7 separate regions of the Mus musculus genome follow, and regions 2, 3, 4, 5, 6 and 7 are each linked to region 1. The links are chromatin contacts, called in public ChIA-PET, Hi-C, HiChIP or PLAC-seq and promoter capture Hi-C maps. All regions are on one chromosome and are shown on one strand. Each heading gives the region's core, a stretch centred on a gene start, on an enhancer-like site or on the middle of the called end of the contact. The rest is flanking DNA. Distances are from core to core; before and after follow the strand shown. Region 1 holds the start of Dlst (dihydrolipoamide S-succinyltransferase (E2 component of 2-oxo-glutarate complex)). Region 2 holds the start of Pnma1 (paraneoplastic antigen MA1). Region 3 holds the start of Zfp410 (zinc finger protein 410). Region 4 holds the start of Erg28 (ergosterol biosynthesis 28). Region 5 holds the start of Entpd5 (ectonucleoside triphosphate diphosphohydrolase 5). Region 6 holds the start of Flvcr2 (feline leukemia virus subgroup C cellular receptor 2). Region 7 has its middle 26 kb from the start of Batf.

Region 1 (3,565 bases), core at 519-3,018:
CTCTGAGGCAGAGAGGCAAGAGGAAGTTCAAGGCCAGCCTGGTATATGCATAGTTAGCTCTAGGTCAGACAGTCCTAACAGCAAGACTTTGTCTCCAAAAATAAAAAAGTGAAGGTGGGCAGGGATAAATACATATCTGCCAGGCACCTGATTAAAAGTAAGCTATGGAAGGTTGTTAATAACTTTCTCCTCTACCAAAGACAACAACCCACACACAGCTACGAGAATGAAAATCCAAACTTCCAGGCTTAGGGGTTCAGAACCGGTACTGCTCTTGCAGAGACCCAGGCACCGGGCATTTCCCAACCAACCTGCAACTCCAATTACAGGGGATCCCACACCTCTTCTGGCCTCCGTGGGCACAGAATGCCAAGTGTGTACACAGTACACATAAAGAAAAATAAATTTAAGGGAAAAAATATCTAAACTTCCGAAAGCCTCTACACCATCATCTTCCTCGAGATACTGTTTCCTTTAACTAATGGCTTCTGACCAGTCACTTTGTTTCCAATTCCAAAAGAATGCCACACCTGTTTCCTTCTTCACTGACTTCATGCATTCTACCCCTTTCTTTCTCTCTCTTCTTCTTCTCTTCACTGACTGTCACATCCTGCAAGCCACAACTTTAATGTCACCTATTTAAACCTGTTCTGTCCATGTTTCCAAACACTTAGATGATTGATGATCAGCAATTTACACCATGCCTTTCCCTTACGCCTCAGGCTCCTGGAGGACAAGACTTTTTGCATTGTTGTATTTCTAACGAGCATCTAGCACAGTGCCCTGACAGTGTAAATTCAGTAACCGTGGGCCGCTGGTGTTGCTCAGTGGTTAAGTGCTTGCCTCCCATGCCCTAGCTTCTATCCTCAGCACCACAAAAAGCTGAACAAAACCCAGTAAGGATGCGCCGGGTGAGTACATGACAGCAGTTATACTTAAGGGAGTCTTTTGCTTCGCATCTCTCTGAATTCATTGTCTTTAAATACCATGAGAAGAAACATCAGATTTCCTCCCATGCTGCTCTGCCCACGAGAAGTGCATTTTAGGTGACCGCAAGGGCAGAACTTACCAGGCAGGGAACGTCTCCCTAGAGGGCAGTTCCCCTGTTGAGAAAGAAGACATTATCGACGTCACCCAAAATGAAAAGAGGGGGGAAAAAAACAAACAAACATTTTTTTTAAGGGCACGTTTATCGTGCTGCTGACAGGTAATGACACGTTTATCGTGCTCTTAACTCCGAAAGTAGACGCAAAACACCGAGTCGGCCAAACTCTGTCATCCTCCCCTGAGCCTGCCAGGCGCTAGTTTGGAGACCGCGAAGAGACAGGCCGCGGAATACGGTTGGGGGCCGTGCCTCCTCTCTTAACTCTAAGTCAATGTCGCTGCGGGCGCGGCTCCCAGCCCCGGAGCAAAGGGTTCGGGACAGCGGGAAAACGGCCGGCGCGGGCTGCCTGGGAGAGGACAGGGGCTCCGGGGCTCCGTACACGCGGCTGGGCGGCTCCGCGGGCGTCGGCAGCCACCGCGTCCCGGTGCCCTTGGTGGCCGGCCTGGCCAGCACACAGCGTCCCTGCCCTTCGGCCTGCCCGTCCGCCCACAGCCATGTTCGGCACCCATCGGAGCCCGGGCCCCGCCAGACAGTACCTTCTGGAAGGCAGAAAGCGAGCGGCTGAACGCCCGGGACACGCAGCGTGACCGGGACAGCATCGCGGAGGCAGCGGGATGGAGGGCGGGCGGACACCGGATACAGGGCCCGGCAGCAACCGGAAGTGAGACCGGCCGCGGCACCAGCCAAGCGGCGAGGGGTGTTCGGAGCGAACCACTAACCGTGCTGGGTGCCGGGCGGTGTGAGCCGGGCTCGCATCCTTAGCGGTCCCAGCGCGGGGCATCTGTGGCGCTGTCAAGAGAAGGCCAACTTGGGTTAGTATTCTTCGAGGACAACCATCCGGCCACCGGAGCGCCCCCGGGTTCAAGCCTTCCCTGCCTTTCCTCAGAGCTGGTTCTGTTTGGCGCCGTTTTCTGCTGCCCCCAAACCTAGCCTTTCTGCCTCTGCATTCTAGGAAGAGAGGGAAATGGCTAGGAACTTAGATCTCAGGCCGGTGATTAGGCTTATGTGGACTTGGGCAGGTGGGTCGCGATCCTTTGGAGGGTCCAACGACCCTTTCAGTGGGATCACATATCAGATATCTAGCATACCGGATAATTACATTACAACTCACAACAGTAGCAAATTTACAGTTATGAAGTAGCAACAAAATAATCTTATGGCCCGGGATCACTACAAGAGGAACTGTATTAAAGGACCTGTAAGACTTCACCAACTAGCCCCACTGTGCTTTAGCTCCTGATCTTCTCCCGCCCCTGAGCAAACTCTCCAGCCAAGCTAACTGTGCTCCACCCAGCTTGTGAACTCTGGAAGTTATTTGCTACCCAACTCTGGGAATGTGACATACTAATCTTATGGGGGTTACACTTTTGTTCAATGTCATGCCCCATTGGCAGAGGTTGTAGAAACGCTTGTAGGCTTCCTGCGCCCCCTCCCCCCGCAGCTTTGTGTATACCATTCTGCCCATTGCCTTACATTGAAAGCGCTTGCCACCCTTACCCTGCTTACTTGCTCGCTCTTAAATCCCTAGGCCTTTAACCCTGGCTTCCTAACAGAAATAGTATTCCATGAGCTCAGCTGAATAAATATCAAATTAATGTCTGAATGAATAAATGAACCACGTAGTGCCTTTGATTTTTTTTTTTTGAGTTATTTTGCCTAATTTTCAAAACCTTCACAAAGCCTCTGCTCACCAAACCCTGGATCCAATGGCATTGGAATCTCTGAGCCTTGGGCAGAAGCCCTGATTAGAAAGAGAGACATCATCTGTCCCAGCTGCCCTCACTATTGAGCCTGTAATGCCCTTCATCTGTTTCCTTCAAAGCTTCCTTGTAGCAGGTCTAAGACTCCACTTTCACTCTCTCCACTCCGCCTTCACACCTCTGTCAAAGATCCTTTGTTAGTGTAGAGTTAATCCTGCCACTCCCCTGCTTAAATTCTTCCAGTTGCTACTGCCTGCCTGTCTATACAGCCCAAACTCCTCAGCTAGCCCAAGCACCTAATTATCCGGCTCGTGGCTTCTGAGCTCTCATTTTCACAGATACTGAGCCATAATTCGCTGCTGACCATCTGCCCCGATCCCCACCTCACTCCCGACCCCACCCAATGCACTATTTCATTCCCCATGTTTGCGTCCGCTGTTCCTTCCTATTTATCTAGGGGCTTTTTAATTCCCCTTTAAATCTCTTCCTGAAACCTTTCCTATTCCCCTCTGGCAAAGTGAGCAGGTACTTTATGCTTCCTTCCAAAGTAGTGTGTCTCTGTCACTACAGTGCATCACTACTGTGATGACTTGCTTAGAACTGTCTTGAAGCTGGAGAGATGGCTCAGTGGTTAAGAGCATTCATTGCTCGTCCAGAGGCCCAGAGTTCTCTTCCTGGCACCTGGCACGAGGTGGCTTACAACCACCTTTATCTCCAATTCCAGGGGATCAAACTCCTCTGGCTCCATGGGCCCCTGCAC
Region 2 (3,565 bases), core at 472-2,971, 960 kb after region 1:
GGAGGCTGGCGCAGGCGCGTCCTTACTGGTGCTTTCTCGTACGAACACACTGGGCTTGGCTTTTGTTGTTCTTTCTATTCAGAGCTCCCTGTTTGACAATAACGTCCCTATACAGTGTCACCCTGCCTGTCCCCCAGCTTCCACCTGCATTCAGAGAAGGCCATGACACTGACCGTGCCTGTGTTCTGGGCCATCTCTGAGGTCTCTTGCCCTCACTGCTGTCCTCCAAGCCTTCAGCAGCCCCCTTAGAGCTAAAGTACCCACCCACCCACCGTCCTTGCCGCCCCACCTCCCACCCCGGCACAGAGGCCCTGTGCTCATGATGTCTAAAGGGATTGCCTATATTTAACTGCCTCAGTCACCCAACCTCTTTCTTCTCATGTGCCAGATGTTAAAGACAGAGGAGGAAGAGTGCAATAGTACTCAAGCCTCAGCTGTTGAAATGTTTTTATTGGGGCTCACTGTTCTGGGTTATTATTTATTACTAGACTGGCAAAGCCTAACCCCTTAGGTTTTTACAGGAAGTATGCATATTTTTATATAAAAACAGTTGTGTCTAACCCACATTTGGCTGTGTTTGTTGCCTCAAAAAAAAAAAAATTGCAGCTGTTAGAACTTTTCCTCATTTGTCTCTTACGTTAAAGGCCTTGCTGGAGAGGATGGAGCACAGAACAGCCTTGACAGTCTGTAATTAGTGTACAAATATTTTAATAGCATAAAGTAAGTATATTCCTTTTATTTTGAAACAAAATGGTCAGACACTGCCTTTCATGTGTTTGTTGCCTGTGGCACTCTTTTTAAAAAAGACTGTTACATATTAAAATAGTGTACATATATATATATATATAAATATAAATATTACCTCTTTGTGTACAGTTGTGATAGACCAGACTGAAAATTTTATTTTTTGTGTGCTTTTTATAAAAAAAAAATTAATACACTAAAGAGAATCTTGCTGTGATTGTAATGTACCTATGTAACTTATTTACTTTTGAATGTTCTGTATCTTAAGACCTTTTATTAAATAAGGTTTTAAAAAAAATTCATTGTTGAATACCACATTCTTATAGGGGTGTTTTTGCCGTCTGGGACTGATAGGCCTTGTTTTGCTTGAAGAGAACTTACCCGCCTTTTCGGGGCCATAAACATTCTGTTTTGCTATCTTGTATACTCAGTAAGGATAAGAAGGCAATATGTTTGCAGTTTGCCTGGCTACAAAGGTAAGTAGTCACGGGGTTTTGTGTACACACACACACACACACACACACACACACACACACACACTTTAAACAAGAAAGCCAAGTCAGACACTCACAGGAACCAGTAGATGGAATTCTCTTTCCTAGTTTTGTGGGGAGGAACCAAGTAGTTGCAGAGTGGGATCAGGTGGTTCCCGGAAGTCAGAGTTAAAGACTGAATTCATAGAATGGATGAGCAATATGAGATAAGTCCGTCGTGGTAGATGCGTATCAATAAAGCCAGCTTAAATCCACGGCAAAATTAAATAAAGCATGCGTAGCAATAGCTAAGAAAGAATCAGGGAAGGCGGGGGGGGGGGTGTAAAAAGAAATGCGCCGTCATAGAATAGACTCCTCAAACCCCTTCTTGGCACCATAGCAACCGCCAGATCCTCTGGAGCCCGCGTATCTCGCGTCGTCATGGACACAGTTGTCACGGTGACACTGGGGGAGACAAGCGGACCGGTTCCGCCCTCCACTGCAGCTGCACGCCGGCCGTTGCGGGAGCGCGCGGACATAAGCGCTAGGCAGAGCTGCCTCCAGCCGAGTTTCTCCCCCATCCCGTGCTTCCTGCCGCTTGGGTTCCCGGTGCTCGGAGTGCCGCCTCTCCCCACGTAGCCAAGCCACGGCCTCGCGTGACCCTCAGCCCGCCGGCGTGCCGGGGAGAGGTGGGAGGAGCTGCCACGCCCCGCGACCGCACCCAGCCATCTCCCGCCCGGAGTCATCAGTCTTGAGCCCACCTTGCTCCCTCTCTTTAAGCGGTGACGCCAGACACAGCTGCAGCCAGTTCAGCCCTCCCTGCCCGGACCAAAGGGGGCGACATTCGAGTGATAGGCGGAGTGTCCCGTGGCTCCCGACCCTGACTTGGGACCCGGAAGGGACAAGAAGGAACTCTGGTGTCTTTTGGTAATTGTGGTTGCCTGAAGCTTGTCGCCCCCTGGCCTACCGGGGGAGGAGAGCATGTTGTATTGTCCTAGGCCCTATAGCCTCGTGAGCCAGTCCAAGCAGTGTCTGTAGAACTGGCACTTTTAATAGTTGGGTGAAATGGCTATGACACTATTGGAAGACTGGTGCAGGGGAATGGATGTGAACTCTCAGAGAGCTCTGTTGGTCTGGGGGATCCCTGTGAACTGTGATGAGACCGAAATTGAAGAGACCCTCCAAGCTGCGATGCCCCAGGTATCCTATCGAGTGCTGGGGAGAATGTTCTGGAGGGAAGAAAATGCTAAAGCAGCCTTGTTAGAGCTCACTGGGGCAGTGGATTACTCCCTGATACCCAGGGAGATGCCAGGCAAAGGAGGGCTCTGGAAAGTGGTGTTTAAACCCCCCACTTCCGACGCAGTTTTTTTGGAAAGGCTGCACCTCTTTCTAGCTAGGGAAGGGTGGACCGTGCAAGATGTTGCTCGTGTGCTTGGGTTTCAGAACCCTGCTCCAGCTCCAGGCCCGGAAATGCCAGCAGAGATGCTCAACTATATTTTGGATAATGTTATTCAACCTCTTGTTGAGTCCATATGGTATAAGAAGCTGACGTTATTCTCCGGGAAGGACATTCCCGGGCCTGGCGAGGAAACCTTTGATTCCTGGCTGGAGCACTCAAATGAAATCATAGAGGAATGGCAGGTGTCGGATATAGAAAAGAGACGGCGGTTGATGGAGAGTTTGAGAGGCCCCGCTGCTGACGTCATCCGCATCCTCAAGACCAACAACGCCGCCATAACGACCGCAGAATGCCTGAAGGCTCTTGAGCAGGTCTTTGGGAGTGTGGAGAGCTCTAGAGATGCACAGGTCAGATTTCTGAACACTTACCAGAACCCAGGAGAAAAGTTATCTTCGTATGTTATCCGTCTGGAGCCTCTGCTGCAAAAGGTAGTAGACAAGGGGGTCATTGATAAAGATAACGTGAACCAGGCTCGCTTGGAGCAGGTCATCGCTGGGGCTAACCACAGTGGGGCCCTCCGAAGGCAGTTGTGGCTGGCCGGGGCTGAGGAAGGGCCTGCACCCAACCTCTTCCAGTTACTGGTGCAGATTCGAGAGGAGGAAGCCAAGAAGGAGGAGGAGGAGGCCGAGGCCGCCCTCTTGCAGCTAGGCCTGGAGGGGCACTTCTGAGTCCTAGGACTGGCCAGGCTGCTTTTGATATACCTGTGACGTTTTAGTAAGCCTGCCACTCAAAGCAAGCACCCAGCCTCCTCCTGGCTTGGTTTTGTTTCCTGAGGGATGGGATGGGGAAGTCAGGCCCGCATATTCCTGTAACATTCACAGAAGTGTGTGATTGTCAGGAGCTGCAACGGTAAAGGTGGTCCTTACTGCCTAAAGTGAATGCTTGATGC
Region 3 (3,565 bases), core at 798-3,297, 790 kb after region 1:
AAACTGTCTTCAGTGTAGTCATAGTTCCGAAATCACACACGAGCATTTCTGTTTGTTTGATGTTTGGGGGGTGGGGTGGGTAGGGGGAGCTGGAAGGGTTCAGACAGGCTCTTGCATAGCTCAAGCTGGCCTGGAACTCTACAGGAATCTGAGGCTGGCCTTCAACTCCCACTCCTGCTTATGCCTCACAGTACCGAGATTAAAGGTGTGTACCACCATACTTGGCTAATTTTACATTTTCCCAAAAAGAAACCCTGACGTCACTACCCACTTCTAAATTAGTCATTATTGTGAGTTTAAATGACTGCCATACAGGTTTCCAGTGAGCACTGGATAAATATTCAGACAATAATTCAGAGGATAAATAACATGACAAATGATACCCAATTCCCTACCCCTTCACTCTGACTTTTCAATTCCAAACTTTCATTAACTGCTTATGGACTAATTCTGCATATATATCCTCAGCATGTCAAACCAAACCATGTCTAAACACGGATTATCATCTCCCCTACCAAACCTGTTCTTCTTGAATTATCTTTTATTTATTGCCCAATCTTCCCACTCAGCTGCAAATTTTACCTAGCAGTGCCTCTCATCCTACATGTTTTAATAATCCCAGCAATTAATAATAACCAGACCCCAAAGTGACTCCTGTGATGCTGTTTAGATTTCTCAGTATCTTTCTGCTTGTCACTCTCCATATGCAGTTTAGTATCTCAGAATAATGGCCAGCCCTTAACGGTAAACCTCTTCACTGACATACTCCTCCCCCCACTGCCCCCCCAAAAAAAACCTTAGAAATTGTGGGATTTACCTAAATTTGACACCTACTGGGATACAAAGCTCAAATTAGAACCACATTTTCTGATGCTTGGCTGCCCTGTATCTGCCACAAAGTGTAATTTCTCAACGCCAAACACCCAGAATTGCGCGTTTTGACCTCAAACTATGTTTTATTCTCTTTACATATGTTCCACTGATCTTTGTGTCTAATGTAATGTAAATGTATGAACTCTTAACCCCAAATCAATAATATTTCACTCCCAAATGGTTCCTAAGTACATCTCAGAGCCTCATGAGCAAGTGAGATAAAGTTTAATAAACTAATTGGATCGTCTTCTTTTGAGAAACTTCAGAGAACAAGTTGAACGAGCAAAACACATCCTGGCTGCAAACACTCGCTGCCCACACACGGGCCTGAGGTGACAGGCAAAGGAGACCCCAGAGGTCCGGCTCTGGTCCGCAGACGTCCCTTCCCTATTCCAGCCCAAGGCAGAGAGTGGACCCAGGAAAGGTGCCGGCAGCCCTGGGTGAAACGCGGGCAGGGCACCGCTGTCAACCCTTCCCGCCAGCACAAAGGCCTCAGCCGAAGGCCCTTAGGTCTGCGGGCGGGCCCAGCCGCGGGTGCAGTCCGGAGCCTCCGCCCGGGGGACTCGCTGACTCCCGCGTTCTGGGGGGGCAGGCTGGTCTCCAAGCTCCCTCCCTCAAGAACAAGCAAAGGAGGAGAAACGGTGCGCCCCAGATCCCCAAAGGGGTTAGGGCCGCAGCCGCCGGGCTTCGGACCGGTCGCTCCCCGCCCGCTAGACGCCTGGGGGAGTCTGGGGGGACGGCTTCCTTGCGCCCTTCGGGGGCGAACCCGGCTCTAGATCCCCAGACCCCATAAGTGGCTTCCTTTCTCGGCGGGACCACCTACCCGAGCGGGGGTGGCTACACTAGCCTGGAGCTCACCTTCCAGTCTCGGGCAGCCGTCCGTCCGTCAGTCAGCCCCGAATCCCGTCCACACACGGCGTCTTCCGGCTCCCGCCGGAAGCAGCTCCAGAGCGGGACAGGAAGTTTGGCCGCCCCCCATCAACATACCCACTCGCTTTCTTCTCCGCCCGCGGGTGTTTCTCAGGAGGAGGCGCTGACTCTTGGGCCGCTGCTTGAGAGCGATCCTTCGCTCCCCGCTACATACACACGCATACACAGCCCGAGACACACACAGGGTTCCCTCCCGGCCGAGGAACCGCAGCGCCCCGTCCCCTCCTGTCTGCCCTTCAGGGTTCTCAGGTCCGCGAAATCTGAAACCAGGTCAGTGCAGTCTAGCCGTGACGTCACTGCCTTCCCGCTGAGCGGAGCTGTTCAGCAGGGGCCGCGGCGGCTGGGATGGGTGAGACGGCGCGGGGTGGAGGGTAGCTTTCTCCGGAGCTGAGGACCTGTGACAGCTCCCGAAACACCAAAAGCCCATGAAGAGCACCTGAAATGTTCATGGCCCAAAGAGGGACCTGGAAATCAAGCCTTGCATTGCCCCTAGGACTGGGTGTGAATTTAGGCACACGTACAGCGTTAGAAACATTTAAGAATTCTCCAGAGATCTTGGATGCACTGACTGAGGGCTCAGATAACTAAGTTCCAAGCTGGATAATAGTTCTTGTTGAAACTTTCGAGTTTGACTGCATGAAACTTAAGATCTGCAGTGGTGGCACACGCCTGTAACTCCAGCAATCCCAGTACTCCAGGAGTTCCCGGTGAACGAGGGCTACATAGTTGAGACCTTGTCCAAAAAAACAAAAAACAACAACAACAACAAAACATGATGCGGTGTGGAAGAGTAGGGGACTAAAGATAGTGCCTGTGAGATATAATGTTCTCTGAAGGCGCTCATTTTCAAGTTAGAGATAAGCCAGGAGTCTGGATGAGCTAGGGAGTCATAGTTTTGGTACAAAATGTTCCGGGAGAAAACATTTCCTCGATACAGTTTGTCCTGCGCACTGAGAAGCATGACTGTGATCCCATTTGAGGATGGCCATGACAAGGACAACTGGCCTACACAGTATCTGGGACAAAAATCTTGGGGTGGCAAGGAGATGTTTACTAGGAGCTAAAATCCTAAAATTTAAGAAAGGATTAAAAAACAAAGATTTACCAGTTACCACTATATGAAGAGATGAAGAACTGTTCAGAAAGAAAAACTGGGGTCCAGAGAAAGTATGTAAAACAAGGTTAGAACGCTGCAAAATTTGATTTAGTGGCTGCTAATTTGTTTTGCCTCTAAAATATATTGACTGTAAAAAAAAAAAGTGGTCATAAGTCATACTCAGAAAACATCTCCAGTTTTATTTTTCTAAAGGTTGAGAAAATTAAGAAAACAAATGTGATACATCAGTATATCTGGAATAGTCATGTCTATAACCATTGGTTAATTTACTTAATCCTATAGCTTTCTGGAGCTTGATTACTTGGGGCTTGTTGTGGGAAGGTACCATTGGGGATTGACCTCAGAGCCCCTAGAGTACTGATCAGTGTTCTGCCCTGACCACTCCGACTCACTTTCATCAGTGAAACTCTTAGTGATGTTTATATCTATTAGTTCTCCAAAGTATAAGCCCAGAATGGGGATACAGGCCTTTAACACTGGCACTCGGAGGCAGACAGCCAAGTGGATATCTTTGAGTTCCAGGCCAGCCTGGATTACATAGCAAGCTACCTAACAGACTCTTGTCTTTAAAAAAAAATTCCTAAAATAAACACAAGCTTTTATCAGCACGTAGTAAGTTGTTAGGCTTGCTACTCAATTAGTTGT
Region 4 (3,565 bases), core at 645-3,144, 710 kb before region 1:
AAACATAAGCCCACCCTTCGAATTTCTGAAAAAGGATGGGAAGTGAATAATATGATCTTGACTCCAAACACAGATGGAAGCTAGGGCCAGGCAACACAAAGAAGGAAACCTGGAGGTGAATAAAGGAACCCCCCCCTTAAGGGCGGGCTGACTGTCACTCACTCTTGGTTGGCCAGGTCCTCGTCCTCTGAGGACGATGCTGTCTCCTCCAGGTCCCGGGCCATCACAACTGGCATCTCCTTTGGGGTCTGTCATACAGTCAGCACACAGAGGCCTCAGAGACCTTTCTTCCTTGCAGTCTCACTGGATCAAACAATTTGGATGGCACAGACTCCTGTAAGAAAGTCAAAGGACTTCAAAGACAATGCAGTTGCATACTTCAGGATTTTTTGCATGATCTTTAAGATGAAAAGAAATATATTCCTGAGTATTTTCCAGTCTCTAGAAGCTTACCTTCTGCCACAGTGCACCTCACATATCACAAAAATCAAGAATTTTTTTTCTGTGTTTGTTTGTTTTTGTTTTTCAAGACAAGGTTTCTTTGTGTAGCCCTGGTTGTCCTGGAACTCACTTGTAGACCAGGCTGGCCTAGAGCTCAGAGATCTGCCTGCCTCTGCTGGGATTAAAAGGGTATGACACAAAATTTTTTTCAAACAGATACTGTCTCTGCTGTATCTAAAAAGCTGTTACTGAATTTGAGTCGTTTTATATAATAAAAGAGCAAGCACCAAAGGAGAGGCTTTAGGGCACTGATGTGGACAGTTGATAAGCCTATGTTTAGAAAATTCTTTGCTAAACAAATCTGACCAGGATCAAAATAAAAATCCAAGGTTCAAAACCCTTGCCAATATTTATACAGACTCTACCACAAGCAAACAGAATAAGCTGTTATGTTTCTAGGAAAACCAAATCACCCGAACTATTAATAAAAGGGTGGTGAAAATATTTCTCCTCAGCAGGGATCACATAAATGGCCGGGGAAAGGGGAAGTCAAATACTCTAATTATTGGTACTTTTTTTTTTAATCACACATTTTAATCCGGATATCAAGTAGACACATAAAATTAGGAAATCTCCAATTCCCAGGCTTCTAACTTCAAACACTTTCCATAGAGAAAAAGTTTCATGTTCGTTATAGAGAAAATAGAAACGTTTAGGGAAAACGCTTAACCTTAATGTCACTACTCAAAGATAATCAATTCGTGGCAATTCTCCAAGCTTTTGCTGGTCTGTGCATTGACTTATACAATAAGACTCTCAAAAACAAAGCAACTGCAGCAAGCAGCAACAGTGACTAACCCCGACCCTACACATCTTCAGCAGAAATGAGTAATACCAAACAACCTCAATGATTCTTTTCGGGTGATTCCTAAAGGAACTTCTCGACCTTACCCAAAAATGCTTGAGAGTCTTTTAAGTTAAAACCTTCAGGGATGCCCACCTTTCCTCGGCTCCCTGAAGAGTAGAACGAGATAAATGCTCAGGAAGTCCTTGCCCCTACAGGGACCAGCCGCCAGCTCCAGCCCAGCACACCCCAACCCCAGGCAGCTCCGCAGGCAAGGACGCGGCGACTCTGCCGCAGCGCTTCTGCCCAGCACGCCCGGAAGCCAACAGCTGCTCCGGAGCTCGGAGGGAAGCGCAGCGGCGCCCGCCTAACCCTGGAGCGCACCTCCCCGGAGCGCGCCGGCGCAGGCGTTTACCTGTCTCATCTTCTCACGGCTCGGGGCCGGCAGGCGGGGACCACGCTCTGCTTCACCTCCCTCCTCCTTCCCCAGCCCGAATCAACGCAGCCGCCGAAGGCTGCTTCCCCCGTTACTACAACAACCAACAAGCAACCGCCCGCTAAGAGCCACTGCGCAGGCGCCCGCCAGCGGCGCGAACAACGCTCGGCTGCGGGCGCTGACGGATGGCGTCACCACGGCGCGCTCAGACACCAGAGCCAACCCAGGCTGTCACCAGAAGGTTTCTTGGCTCCTTTTTCTCTCTGCGTTTTCCCCACCCCTAAAAGACTGACTCCAAACTCAGAGTTCCGCCACGCTCGACAGAAGGGTTTACCGCGTGAGCGGCGTAGCAGGAAGAGGCTCAGGCGGCGGCAACTGCTGATTGGCAGCAAAGGAGTTCACTCCCTATCGCCTGCTCGAACTGAGCCAGCGTAGCCAATCAGAACGAGGACTGACAAAAACAACCCAATCCTGGAGCTGGGCTGAGGGAGGGGGCGGGAACAAGTGGCCCAGGTGGACTTGGGACCGGAGCTGGCCTAGGGAGAGCTGGTTTGCGGATGCTGCTGATACTGCTGCAGTAGTACTGGATCGTCAGGTAGGAGAATTTGGAGTGGGATGTAGCACCCGAGTAAAACTATCTGCAAAATTTAGGAAAGTGGGGGTTGCCTGGAAAGCAACCGGAGGTGGTGGTGGAGGAGTCTAGAAACGATGTCCAAGAGGAGGTGCTAGGAAAATGGAGATTTGGTCAATTCTGGGGATGGGTGAGTGAACGGGCAGTCGTTATGAACCTAGCTCTGCAACGAGCTTTCACTTTTCCTCATGTATTATCGGGTAACCCTCGAGATAGAGGCTTATATCCCCATTTTACGGATGAGAAAACCGAGTCTCTAGAGTCTCACTGGCTTGTCTGAACCCCTCAGATATGAGTGGTGTAGCTAGGATAGGAGTCTGCCTCTATTGATTGTTAATTAGTATCGCATCCATGCTGACCTGGGCAAGGGTGTACCCCACCTCTCTCTCCACCTCATAACTCCAAGGGAATGGGTTTAAAGAATTGGTAGAGTCATACAGAAATGCTCTGGTGTGTTTTCATCAGCTCTGGGATTTCTAAGATCTGTGAAATAAATGGAGGGTGTAAGTTCTACGTTCTACTGAAAGGGAGTGTGTGCGGGGGCGGGCTGGGGGGATTTTTAAATAACCCAAGCTGGTGTTGAGAGGAGAAAGTAAAAAGAAGTAGATTGGCATATGCTGTAAGTGTCTGTGAAGATCAGCACACCCCAGCATCTCTAGACTGGGACAGTCCCCGTTTGAGACCTCTTTCCTCTGGGTCCACCCTTTCTCTCCTGGAGCCCTTTATAGTTGGTTTTTCGTCATCACTTCACTTGATGTCTATATACACTGGGTAGTAGGGAATCATACTGAAACATTACCACAGTGATAAGGGAAGCCTGATAGTTTCTTACAGCTTTCAGGCCAAAGCAGTTAGCCTGACAATAGGTAAATGAAGGGCCAATATGATGGTGGCTATGACAAATTGTCTCTGTGGGATCCCTTTAGAGCTGATGGAAATCACTACTCAGCGAGGCTTGAGCTAAACAAAAAGTACCGAACCTAGCTCTCTCTCCTACCAGCTTCCTCAAAAAATGGGAACTTTGCTGCACCTGGCCGCACCCACCTTTAATCCCAGCACTCAGGAGGAAGAGGCAGATGGATCTCTGTGAGTTCCAGGCCAGCCTGATCTATGTAGAGTTCCAGACTAGCCACATAGTAAGACCCTGTCTCTAAATAAATAAATAAGTAAATATTTTTTAAAAGATGAGAACTTTATCAAAACATTCTATGAG
Region 5 (3,565 bases), core at 690-3,189, 700 kb after region 1:
CATAAAAGCATATATTGTTGGACTAATGCATTAATACATTAATAATATATATATATATTAGTATTCATATAAGAGACTTAAATTGGTGCTTCTTCCTCAAGAGGAGAACTTTGGAGTATGACTATTAATTATTTTTGAAGTATGACTTAAAGGATGAGAAAAACAAAGAGGAAATAAGAGGCCAAATGTATTTCATAAAGCTCTCTAGCTTCTCATGTACTCCATTCTCCATATTCTTGTTTCCTGCTCTTTGCTGTGCTGAGTATCAGACCCAGGCTCGAGCATGCTAGGCAAGTGCTCTGCAATCCTTTCTCCTCTTTCACTCAGTTGTGAGCCTGGGTCTCATGTTCTACACGAAGACACAATTGTTGTATATCTGTCCTCTCCACAGCCTTTGTTGCTATTGTTTTGTTTTGCTTAGTTCTTAGACAAAGGATCAGGTTACTTGGGGCAGGTATGTTAAGTACTTCATTTGTTGGTAAGTACTTCATGTTAAGTACTTCAATTGTTGGTAACACATTATCCCAGGCTTTAAGGATGCCTGAAAAACACACACCATAGTCATTGATGCAGAGATGGGGGAAAAAAAAAGTAAGACCTTGGGAATGTAGACATGTAGAAGCAGAATGTACAGTAAGCATACATCAGGTAGAAGTAGAATGTATAATAAGCATACATTAGGAAGAAGAAGACTGAATGGTATGCATACATCAGGTAAAGTTAGAGTGCATGGTATGCATGTATCAGGTAGAAGTAGAAGTAGAATGCATGGTAAGTATACATCAAGGCCCTAGGATGGATTCAAAAGGTAAAGTCCTTTGAAATAAAGATTGCACCAGCATTAACAAAACACTGTGGTACAGAGCTGGAGAGATAGCTCAGAGATTAAGAGCACTGACTGTTCTTCCAGAGGTTCTGAGTTCAACTCCCAGCAACCACATGGTGGCTCACAACCATCTGTAATGGGATCTTCTGGAGTGTGCCTAAAGACAGCATACAGTGTATGCATATAAATAAAAATAAACAAATCTTTTTTAAAAAGAAAGTTACTCTCTTAAGTTACTTTGCTGGAGATGGTACCTAGGACCCTGCACAAGAAGCACTCTATCACTGAACTACACTCAGACTTGTTTTTAAAGACGAGGTCTCCATATGTAGCAGTGGCTGTGATCTCCCTGCCTCAGCCTCCAGAGCAATGCGACCAGAGGTGTGTGTTACTTAACTTGTCTCCAGAGAATTCACATTACAGTCACAAGCTTAAGCGATCCCTTTGCATTTCTCATCTACGGCGTTGAACTCCTTGTGTGACTCCAAAGTCCTGAGGAACCATCCTGTAGCCCAGTCATTCTATTGACATTCTAGCAACAATTCCTAGGGACCATCCATGGGGTTAGCGCTATAGCTGTTCACTCTGTGTCTCTGTGTGTGGTGTTTGTGTGTGTACTGATCCGTCCAGTTAAATCATTTCGCGTGCTCCCTTTGATCCCAAGAGGATTCCTGAATGACCCAAGGAACAACTTTAACCACTCAGACAAGAGCTAGAATAGAAAAGAATGTGTTTATATCAGTCTCACAATGGAGAGCTCTCAGATCTTAGGGCCAATCAAGAATGAACAGGAGCTGTCCACAAAAGCCTGACAGAGGCATCCAGTTAGCGCCGCAAAATGACAAGGGTAGGCAGGGGGAACGGGGAGCCTCTGCGCTGCTCTTACTTTGGTTCTTTGCCTTTGTTTTTGCCTTTCCTCTTGTCTTTCCTCTTGTCTTTCCTCTTGTCCTTCGCCGGCATCTTGACTTCTGCGGGAGTCTCACCGTGCTGGTGTCCTGGTGGCCGCCACCTGGGCCGACTCCGTCTCTAAGGAAACCACCACGCCGAAGGGCTAACGTCCTCCGCGCCGTTGAGGGCACGCGGAGGGCGCACGCGCGTGACGTGACCGCGGCGAGGGGCGGGGCGGAGATCGCTCCGAGGCGGCGGGCGTCCGCGCCAGGGCGGCGCGCGCGGTGAGTGTGCACGAGCCTCGGCGGCGCTCCCGGGGTTGGAGCCGGGCGGGAGGCCGGGAGCTCGGCAGGGGCGGGTGTCGGGCGCGGGGCTGCGGCGTCTTAGCCTCCCACGACTTGTCTCGCGCCCCCTGAGGCTCCATGGCCGGCGGCTCTCCGACCGCCCCGCGCGCATCGGAGCGGCGCCAGTGAGGCTTGAAGCGCTTCCAGTCGGGCGGGCGGATCTTCCAAGCCTCTGGCGCGGCCACCGTGGCGGTCCTGCCCGCATCCCTGCTTCTGTCTCGGTGGCGGCGCCCTCGCTGCCCGCCTCATGCTTACCTCCCCTCCATCCTCGCTTCTGTCTCGCGGGCTCCCTGGAGGACAGTGCACCCGGGGACATCCCAGGCCAAACGCTTTCAGGGAGGCAGTTGACTTTTCCGAGGGCGGTGGCTTGAGTGAGGCTGTCAGCCTCCGAGGGTCCGCGGGCTCCGGTGCTCAGACTCTGGCTCCCCTGCCTGGAGCGGTGTGGCGGGGGGGGGGGGGGGGGATCGTTGGTCCCCGGATCTAGGTGGCAGGTGCTTGGCTCCAGCCGACCGCCAGGTTCCTGTTAGTTAACATCGCCCACATCCTCTAGTGCCTGAAGTCCCATTGCTGCAAGTTGCATAAAGTTGCAAGCACTTGCCTCGCACCCGGGTTCCCGAGGAGTAGTACTCCATCCAGTATTCTAGTTGGTTCAGAAGAGGAACCCTGTGATTATGTCTTCATTCACTGAGCGTGAGTGAGTCATTACGGAAGACAGGTATTGTGGCTGCCTTGTCAATAGGCTTGGGAGTGAAGCGCGGTTCTGCTTTATCACTCCGCTTCAAATTTCATTTAACATTTATTTTGAAACATCATTGTTAGAACTCCTCCTCCCCTCTCTCTAGGGAGACCTTAGTTACTAAGCCCCTAACTGTAAGGTGACATCTTTGACCTCTAAATCTCTCTTTTCCCACCTCATCCCCCCCCCAGAGGGCGTGGTTTGTGTGGTTTGTAAATTTTGCGGTTAGAGTAAGCAAGTAGATTTGATGAGAGACCTTGGAAACCGTTTGAACCTTCTGCTAGCACGGCTATGGCCTATTTTGACTATATTTCTGGTGACATGCCATGAACTTATGAGTAGAATCACCTCTACATCATGTACCTTCCCTTAGATAATGTACATTACCTCTGAGAAGCAATCTATAAAGCACCTATTGCTAACTAGCAGAAAGGGAGTAGGGGCATTTTCTGTCATAGGTATGTATATTTAGACTTTTTATTTATTTGTTTGTTTGTTTGTTTTACAAAAATTGGTTGTAAATAAAAGCCAGTCCCACATTTACCATTTGAATATACTTCTACAGATTATCTCAGACATAAAATTTTGACTTAAAATAAAAGTGTCTTTGTTTATTTTTTTCACCGTTATTTTTATTTTATATATATGGACGTTCTGCCTGCAAATCTATGTGCTAGGTGTATGCAGTGCCTCTGGAGGCCAGAAGAGGTCGTTGGAACTTGAATTAGAGATGGTTGTGAGCTGACATGTGGATGCTGAGAATCAAACCTG
Region 6 (3,565 bases), core at 607-3,106, 640 kb before region 1:
CCTAGGCTCCAATTAAAGAAGGGCCCATAAACATTTGCTTTGCCTCAAATACACAGAGAAAGCAATCAGATGCATAACACACCCAAGCTTCTAAGTGAGAACCATTCTAAGATCATAAGAACGTGGAATTGCTTGCCCCAGGAAGAGAAAAGGCAAAAGGAGAAAGACAGAAGATGCTTAGACCAGAAGCTTTCTTGGAAGTTCGCAGTGAGATTTCTACTCTCTCCTACTCGACTTGGCTCTAAATCCCAGAGAGTTTAGGGCAAAGCCTGGTTCCAGGTGTCCTGGTTTCAGCTCTGCGTAAAAGGTAAGAACAGCCCAGCCCACAGTTTCGTGCACAGAGGATCTTGAGTTCTAGCAAATCTGGCTGGTCCAGCTAAAACCACCAAGGACACCTAAACAGCCACCTGGCAGTCAAAGATTGCTACCAGAGAAAAGACCAGCATTCCTAAAATTGGTGGAACTGGTGTACTGATAAAGGCTGGGGAGAAACACCATCAAAAAACGATCATATTTTAATTAGTATGCTTCCTACAGGCTAGGAAAAACTGTGGATGAAAGAAAAAGTCCTTTGTTTGTGACCCCCGCCCCATTAATCTTCAATGTCACTGACAGTCACAATCACCCAACTACACTGTCAGTCCACACCCAACCACAAAGCCACCCAAGAGTCATAAAGTCTGTGAACCAGAAAACTACAGCTTCTCTCATCGTCAGGTACCCTCTAACATACTCAGCCCCATCATGGTGAGATGCTCTCTCTCTTTGGAACAGCCGTCCACACACACACCCGCCCTCTACTCACCTGATTGCCAAACACAGCCACGGAGCAGGCTGTTGAAACCTCATCAGCTCCAAACCAGACCGAAGCAATGCGTGAGGGCATGCCCAGAATGAAGACCTGTGCCACAGAGCAGATGACCTGACCCACCATTGTGACCGGGAAGAGGTGAGGCTCTAGGCTGCCCAGCTTTACCCAGGCTCCCAGGCAATTGAGAGCTGAGCCGGTGATAGCGATGGTTCGAAGACCAAATTTCTCCAGCATCCAGGCCACGGGCAGGAGCAGAGGGATGTAGGTCAGCATGTAGCACATGGACAGCCAATCAATGGCAAAGGCACTGACACCGTAGAAGTTCATGAAGATGTTATTGATGGAGCCGTACTGAATCCACTGGAAGGCATTGCACAAGGAGTAGCAACTGAACACCAGGACCACGACCCAACGACGCTTGCTCACCTTGATCACGCTGTCTTCTCTAACCAAGCTACTATGATGGGTCAAACCGCTGGGTTGAGCCAAGGTACTGGGGAGTGCTGAACTGCTGGGACGGACAGAGACGCTGGGGTCGATGGAGACACTAGGATGGATGGAGACACTGGGGTGGCCTGAGACGCTGGGGTGGCCTGAGACGCTGGGGTGGCCTGAGACGCTGGGATGGATGGAGCCGCTGGGCTGGGTGGAGTAGCTGGTGTCCATCTGGAATTCCGACTCTGGCGCAGGTCTGTCATTGCTCTCCTCCTGGTTGAGACTTTCATTCACCATGACCACAACGAGCTCCTGAATCCCAGGCACGTACTGACTCCTACAGTCTTATGGGTCAGCAGCCTTTTGCCTGTCCCCCTAGAGCTGAGGCAACACTTCTCCGGGAGCGCACCTCTGTTAGCGGAGAAATCGAGATCTCAGGTTCCTACGATCACTCCCTAGCAAACTGTTGTCCCCCAAGTTGGCCGCAGACGCCTTGCCACGCGTTCCAGGCTGTCCAGATGAAGCGTTGACCGTCCTGGAAAAAGTTTGACTCCTGAACAGCGAACTGTGGCAGGGCGAGCTCGGTTTGCTCCCGGGCAGGCTGGGGCCTCGCCCCCTCGGGCGCACGTGACCGCCCCGCCCCCCGGCCTGCCCGGCTCCCCACGCCCCTCAACCCCTCCCACCCAGGATCCCCTGCCTCCTTGAGCGGGGCTCGCAAGGCGCCGCTCTTGTTTCGCCATAGGTTGGGGTGTACATTCCTCTCCGACGTCCCCGGTGTCATGGAAACCGCCCGGTTAGCCCCCACCCCTACACTTTCCCTAAATTCACTTGTCCCCCCCACTCCCAGAGGTCTTCGTTGGTAAATGAGGACTTCGCCTCACGCCCTTCCGAGGTCAGAGTCTTCTCGGGGCCAGCGGGCGTGCACCGAGGCTCGGAGTCCCTAAACTGCTCAGGGGGATCCGAGAGAGATCCCTACCTTCCTCTCTTTTGCTGGGCTCTCCAGGTGACAGTTCAGTGTGCCTGGTGAAAGGAATGCTTGCTTTTCTCAGAGACCTCCCAGCCGACAAAGACTTATTTTGGTGAACTCGTATATGAACTTGTTTAGTGTCTGACGGGTCCCTGAGGTCTCCCACTAGGGAACCCCGCGAGCCAAGCATAGCCTGGAGGGAAAGTTGTGGAACCAAGTCTCTGCGCAGGCTCTGGGAGTGAGGCAACGAAGTGACTCATACAGCCTCGTAGCCCTCCGCTGCCACCTACCGATCCCCTGAGCGTCACCTCTTAGCCTGGAAGCAAGGCTTTCAGAGAAGGAATGCTGGCTTGCGCTGGTCCCTACAACTCCATGGGTTCACAGTGATAAAGAACCCAAAATTTAGGTTGGATTCCGGTTTAGCGACTTAGGCGTGTAACAATAGGTCACTGAACACCACTTCTGAGCTCCCGTTTCTTTTGCAAAATGTAGATGGTGAAATAATGGCCCTTAGAAAAATCCAGCCAGGCGTGGTGGCACACACCTTTAATCCCAGCACTCGGGAGGCAGAGGCAGGTGGATTTCTGAGTTCGAGGCCAGCCTGGTCTACAGAGTGAGTTCCAGGACAGCCAGGGCTATACAGAGAAACCCTGTCTCGAAAAAAAAAAAAAAAAAAAAAAGAAAAATCCCTGGCTGATAATTCGTTCAACAAATGTTTCCTATCCTGCCAAAAGGCTAGCATTTGTTGCCACGGGGTAAATGTGCTTCATGGGTGAGCATGCCGGGCATTCTATAATGTAGTTACTATTGCTTGCCCTGGGTGTGTGTGTCTGTATGTGTGCATGTGTATGGTGTATGTGCAGGCACTCAAGGCTTTGAAAACATCGAGCTGTAAGCTCTCGGCCTTCTTGCCTCGTGCTATAGACAAGAAAACAAGCCTTTTAGAACTCAGTTAACTAAGGTCCCAGCTGGCCTGAAAAGTCATACTTCCCATCATTCAAGCTACCACACAGTTACATAAGAGCAGTCTGAGCTGCAGCCTGGGTGGCTCCTGGAAACCTGGTGGTGTTTTTGTTTTGCCTTTTTTGTCTGTTTTGGCTTGGTCTTTTTGAGACAGGGTTGCTCAGGGTAACCTTGAATTCCACACCCTCTCAATCCTAAATGGTGAGTTTACAGGTGTATATCACCATGCCCGCCCCCCTGCCAAGCTTGTTTCAAGGGAAGATTCCCAGATCCCCAGGTTCAGCCCAGAACTCCTGAATTAGAACATTTGAACAGAATCTCCAGGTGATTCATGTGTGTTCACACGTTGAATCTTGAGGGACACTGCTTCCTTGTCCTCCCCGACCCCC
Region 7 (3,565 bases), core at 369-2,868, 550 kb before region 1:
TTGTTTTTTGTTTGTTTGTTTGTTTTTTTGGGTTTTTTTTTGTTTTTTGTTTTTTTTGTTTTGTTTTGTTTTGTTTTGTTTTTGCTTTGCTTTGCTTTGCTTTGCTTTATACACATAAGCACATCTCTTGCCTAAGTAGAACTCCGTTTCATCTCGGGCATAAACACCTTCAATTTTAAGAAGAGCTGTGTGCTCTCTTTGGTTCCGGAGACCTGGCTTGTAGCCAGCAAAAATGGCCTTGCACCACAGCCTTCCAGACACACTTGCTTTTAGAAGTCCTGTTCCCAGCAGGCCTCCATAGGCGCCAAAATGGCGGAAAGAGACAGAAAGTTTTGTAATAAGAAATAAGTGAATCAGCTGGGCGTTGGTGACGCACGCCTTTGATCCCAGCACTTTGAAGGCAGAGGCAGGCAGATTTCTGAGTTCAAGGCCAGCCTGGTCTACAAAGTGAGTTCCAGAACAGCCAGGGCTATACAGAGAAACCCTGTCTCAAAAAAACAAAAAAACAAATAAACAAACAAAAAATCAAAGTAGGTGAAGAGAGTATACCCATAGCTCAATCATTGGGGAATTGGAAGCCAGCCTAGACTACTAAACAAGGTGCAGTCTGAAAACAATGTGGAAAAAAAAGGAAGGAAGAAAGGAAGAATGGAAGGGGGCTGGTGAGATGGTTCAGCGGGTAAGAGCAGACTGCTCTTCTGAAGGCCCTGAGTTCAAATCCCAGCAACCACATGGTAGCTCACAACCACCCGTAATGAGATATGACTCCCTCTTCTGGCATGGCTGAAGACAGCTACAGTGTACTTATGTATAATATTAAATAAATCTTTGGGCCAGAGCGAGCAGGGCTGACCAGAGTGAGCAAAGGTCCTAAAATTCAATTCCCAACAAGGTTCACAACCATCTGTATATCTACAGTGTACTCTTTACAAAATAAAAGAAAGAAATGAGCCGGGTGTGGTGGCGCATGCCTTTAATCCCAGCACTAGGGAGGCAGAGGCAGGTGGATTTCTGAGTTTGAGGCCAGCCTGGTCTACAAAGTGAGTTCCAGGACAGCTAGGGCTACACAGAGAAACCCTGTCTCGAAAAACAAAACAAAACAAAACAATTAAACTATTATAATTCTATCATCTAGGGAGACATAAATTTAGATACACACATAACTCGAATTTTTATTTTATAAAACTGACATCAGTCACAATATGCAAATTAGTGATCTGCTTATAAAAACACAACACATGCATCCCCATGTATGTATATGTTTTGTGCCTCTGATGGGTGTGCATAAAACAGTCACCCCAGCGTGTTTTACTTGCTCGCCTTGGACCCCTCAAGGCCAGTGCTTACTGTATCCAGGAGCGCAGAAACGGGAGCAAGGAGGTGTGCGCAGTCAGGAACAGTGTTCTCTCGGGCTGTTGGTGCCTCTGGTGGGTCTGTTTCCTGGGGTCTGTACAGAAGGGAGCTGGGAAGCTTTCTATCTGAAAATACTCCACGGTGTGTGCAGGTGTTTGGAGTTCCGTTGAGTTTCATCAAAATGAGTCACTGAAGGTGTGAACGGGCGGCCAGGTTGAAGGAGTTACCACTTCCTGGTCCCATCCGGAGACACCCTGCACCTCAAACAGAAGCAAGCGCCTTTCACATGGGCTACCAGGCAGAGGCAAACTGAGCCTTTCGCTCTCCAAACCACTTCTTTGCTTACCTCCCCCCCCAACCCCCCAAGCAAAGGCTAAGTTCCTCTAGTCAGCGGCTCGCTGTTGGGTGAGCTTCAAGCCAAAAACCCACTGAAAGTTCAGCCACGCCTGAAGGGAACCTTGAATGACAAGCGAGCCGGTACCAGGTGAAGAGGCCCCACCACCTGCATCCAGGAGCCAGGCTGCCTTATTCACACGGAGAGGGGGGGGGTGTGTGCCATGGCCCCAACAGAATTTATTGTCACATGATTCAGAAGGAGGCCTGTCTGGATTTCAGGCCCTTACATCCTGACTTTCTGTTCTCTGGTAGCAGGGCACCAGACCTTAGCATGACTGACTCCATGATGGAAATGCCATTCAGGCTGTAAAACTCATTGTGAACACACCATCACCTGCCAAAACTAAAACAAAGGCCTAACCCATCAAAGTCCACGGCTCTGGGAAAGTCTCAGAATGTAACTAACCTTACTTTTTAGTTTCTGTAGTTCCACTTCTGGCGAACTGCTCTTGTTAGCTGAAGTATGTCAACCCAAAACATGGGGTTTGTGCTTTAAAAGCCCATCCCAAGAAAGGCTCAGGGCTACACTGGGATCCCGAAAACCCAGTGTTGTCACTGGCTGGCTAATAAAGACTTTCTTTCTTTCTTTTTTCTTTTTCTTTTTTTTTCCCCAGAAACAATGGTGACTTAATCGCTAGGCACAACAACTAGAATCCTAATCTTGTAAGCCATATTCAATCTAAATCTTCTGGTGGCAAATCCGGGTGGATTTACCATATAAATTGGGGGATACTAGTAGCTACATCTTGCCTCTCGATATCCCTGTCCAAAAAGCCTAATAAAGACTTTCTATTGACTTAAATTTGTGTTGGAGCAGTCCTCTCTGGTGACTACCTGACAATGACATGAACTGGTCTAAATGGAGTCAAAGTAAAGATACAGAGAAGTTAATTAGGAAATATCAACTATGCAGTTCAGTGGGAGCAAGAGGAAGGAAGCCAAGAAAGATGATAGCCTTTAGGGCCACAGATGGGAAGATCACCAGGAACTACCACAGTCCCATGACACATAATATATTGTTTTGTTTTGTGGCATGGTCCTATGAAACCCAAGCTGTCTTGGAACTCACAATGTAGCTGAGGATATCCTTAAATTCCTTCAGTGAACAGAGCTAGGAAAAGGCAGAGGCAGGCGGATTTCTGAGTTCGAGGCCAGCCTGGTCTACAAAGTGAGTTCCAGGACAGCCAGGGCTATACAGAGAAACCCTGCCTCGAAAAAACAAAACAAAACAAAACAAAAAAACAACCCTGTGTTTTACAAAAGTGCTGGAACCACAGGCATGCTCCACCATGTCCAATTTATGCAATGCTGGCAAACCAAACCCACAGCTTCATGCAAGATGCCCTCTACCACGTGAACTATTGCCCCAGTCTGTGATGCAATGACATCAGCAGCTTTGCCTTGAATAAAGAGTTAAGGAACAAAGAACATTGAAGGAAGTGCTTTGTAAGCTAGAACACATGTCACTATCTTCTCTTTGGGGGCTTATCATTGTCTCCATGGCAACTGGGCAAGCTTCCCGGTCTGCCTCTCCACCCTATCCATGCCCAAAGGATAACTGCATGGCTTGTCATCTCTGCCCTCTTAGATGGCTTGCAATCACATAAAGATGGAGATCCCCAACCTACAACCTAGCCAAGTTAGGGTGATGGGGTGCAGGTGGGGGAGACAAGGCAGAGGGGAAGAGGCAGCCAAGGGACCCCAGACAGCAGCAGAGGAGTGATCCTCAAAGTCAGGCTCCCCCAGGTGGCTGGCAGCAGGCAGGAGCCCAAGCTGTCACAACTGTTGTACGCAGTCACCCTTCCTTCCCCGACAA

The links. Promoter capture Hi-C pulls out the DNA fragments that hold promoters and counts their contacts. A called contact is a pair of places that touch in the nucleus more often than the background predicts. ChIA-PET counts read pairs in DNA pulled down with a chosen protein or histone mark. HiChIP or PLAC-seq counts read pairs in DNA pulled down with a chosen protein or histone mark. Capture Hi-C pulls out chosen DNA fragments and counts their contacts.
Region 2: a contact with region 1 is called in a promoter capture Hi-C map of pancreatic islet. The contact joins the promoter of Pnma1 here to the promoter of Dlst in region 1. A contact is called at or near these places in 2 of 39 promoter capture datasets (neutrophils and pre-B cells) and 1 of 9 other capture datasets (pancreatic islet).
Region 3: a contact with region 1 is called in an H3K27ac HiChIP or PLAC-seq map of microglia, with 8 times the contacts expected there. The contact joins the promoter of Zfp410 here to the promoter of Dlst in region 1. A contact is called at or near these places in 1 of 115 datasets of contacts at active chromatin or transcription factors (microglia) and 1 of 9 other capture datasets (macrophages).
Region 4: a promoter capture Hi-C map of neutrophils shows a contact between it and region 1, with 2.5 times the contacts expected there. The contact joins the promoter of Erg28 here to the promoter of Dlst in region 1. A contact is called at or near these places in 1 of 39 promoter capture datasets (neutrophils), 1 of 484 Hi-C or Micro-C datasets (CD4 T cells), 3 of 115 datasets of contacts at active chromatin or transcription factors (bone marrow-derived macrophages, memory CD8 T cells and pancreatic cancer cells) and 2 of 9 other capture datasets (adipose tissue and liver).
Region 5: a contact with region 1 is called in a Hi-C map of CD8 T cells, with 4 times the contacts expected there. The contact joins the promoter of Entpd5 here to the promoter of Dlst in region 1. A contact is called at or near these places in 2 of 39 promoter capture datasets (both in liver), 1 of 484 Hi-C or Micro-C datasets (CD8 T cells) and 2 of 9 other capture datasets (adipose tissue and pancreatic islet).
Region 6: a contact with region 1 is called in a promoter capture Hi-C map of adipose tissue, with 3 times the contacts expected there. The contact joins the promoter of Flvcr2 here to the promoter of Dlst in region 1. A contact is called at or near these places in 1 of 115 datasets of contacts at active chromatin or transcription factors (large pre-B cells) and 2 of 9 other capture datasets (adipose tissue and liver).
Region 7: a contact with region 1 is called in an RNA polymerase II ChIA-PET map of memory CD8 T cells, with 13 read pairs. The contact joins the enhancer-like site here to the promoter of Dlst in region 1. A contact is called at or near these places in 6 of 39 promoter capture datasets (the 3T3-L1 cell line, the C10 cell line, hippocampal neurons and 2 more), 1 of 484 Hi-C or Micro-C datasets (embryonic stem cells), 2 of 115 datasets of contacts at active chromatin or transcription factors (large pre-B cells and memory CD8 T cells) and 3 of 9 other capture datasets (embryonic stem cells, liver and macrophages).

The regions. Positions count from the first base shown.
Region 1 is chr12:85,109,036-85,112,600 of GRCm38.p6, reverse strand. Dlst (dihydrolipoamide S-succinyltransferase (E2 component of 2-oxo-glutarate complex)) reads right to left here and starts at 1,768. Exons shown (of 15, transcript NM_030225.4): 1 at 1,642-1,768; 2 at 1,070-1,103. The coding sequence starts at 1,704. It also overlaps a transcript of Prox2 not described here.
Region 2 is chr12:84,146,645-84,150,209 of GRCm38.p6, reverse strand. It overlaps Pnma1 (paraneoplastic antigen MA1), which reads left to right and starts at 1,721. Exons shown (of 1, transcript NM_027438.3): 1 at 1,721-3,565. The coding sequence starts at 2,283. The coding sequence ends at 3,344. It overlaps Mideas (mitotic deacetylase associated SANT domain protein), which reads left to right. Exons shown (of 13, transcript NM_001163501.1): 13 at 1-1,042.
Region 3 is chr12:84,315,341-84,318,905 of GRCm38.p6, reverse strand. Zfp410 (zinc finger protein 410) reads right to left here and starts at 2,047. Exons shown (of 12, transcript NM_144833.4): 1 at 1,732-2,047. Ptgr2 (prostaglandin reductase 2) reads right to left here. Exons shown (of 10, transcript NM_029880.3): 10 at 3,074-3,565.
Region 4 is chr12:85,823,222-85,826,786 of GRCm38.p6, reverse strand. Erg28 (ergosterol biosynthesis 28) reads left to right here and starts at 1,894. Exons shown (of 5, transcript NM_021446.3): 1 at 1,894-2,316. It overlaps Ttll5 (tubulin tyrosine ligase-like family, member 5), which reads right to left and starts at 1,867. Exons shown (of 34, transcript NM_001081423.3): 1 at 1,701-1,867; 2 at 163-334. The coding sequence starts at 236.
Region 5 is chr12:84,407,403-84,410,967 of GRCm38.p6, reverse strand. It overlaps Entpd5 (ectonucleoside triphosphate diphosphohydrolase 5), which reads left to right and starts at 1,939. Exons shown (of 16, transcript NM_001026214.2): 1 at 1,939-1,998. It overlaps Bbof1 (basal body orientation factor 1), which reads right to left and starts at 1,900. Exons shown (of 12, transcript NM_028377.3): 1 at 1,713-1,900. The coding sequence starts at 1,786.
Region 6 is chr12:85,744,830-85,748,394 of GRCm38.p6, reverse strand. It overlaps Flvcr2 (feline leukemia virus subgroup C cellular receptor 2), which reads right to left and starts at 1,856. Exons shown (of 10, transcript NM_145447.2): 1 at 806-1,856. The coding sequence starts at 1,543.
Region 7 is chr12:85,659,139-85,662,703 of GRCm38.p6, reverse strand. It overlaps the pseudogene Gm33312. Among named protein-coding and RNA genes, the nearest start is that of Batf, 26 kb to the left of the region's middle. Within about 2 kb of position 1,618, at least 40 of the 459 cell types and tissues checked have an H3K27ac peak or open chromatin away from gene starts, as enhancers often do. A contact at or near this core is called in memory CD8 T cells, where this site is marked.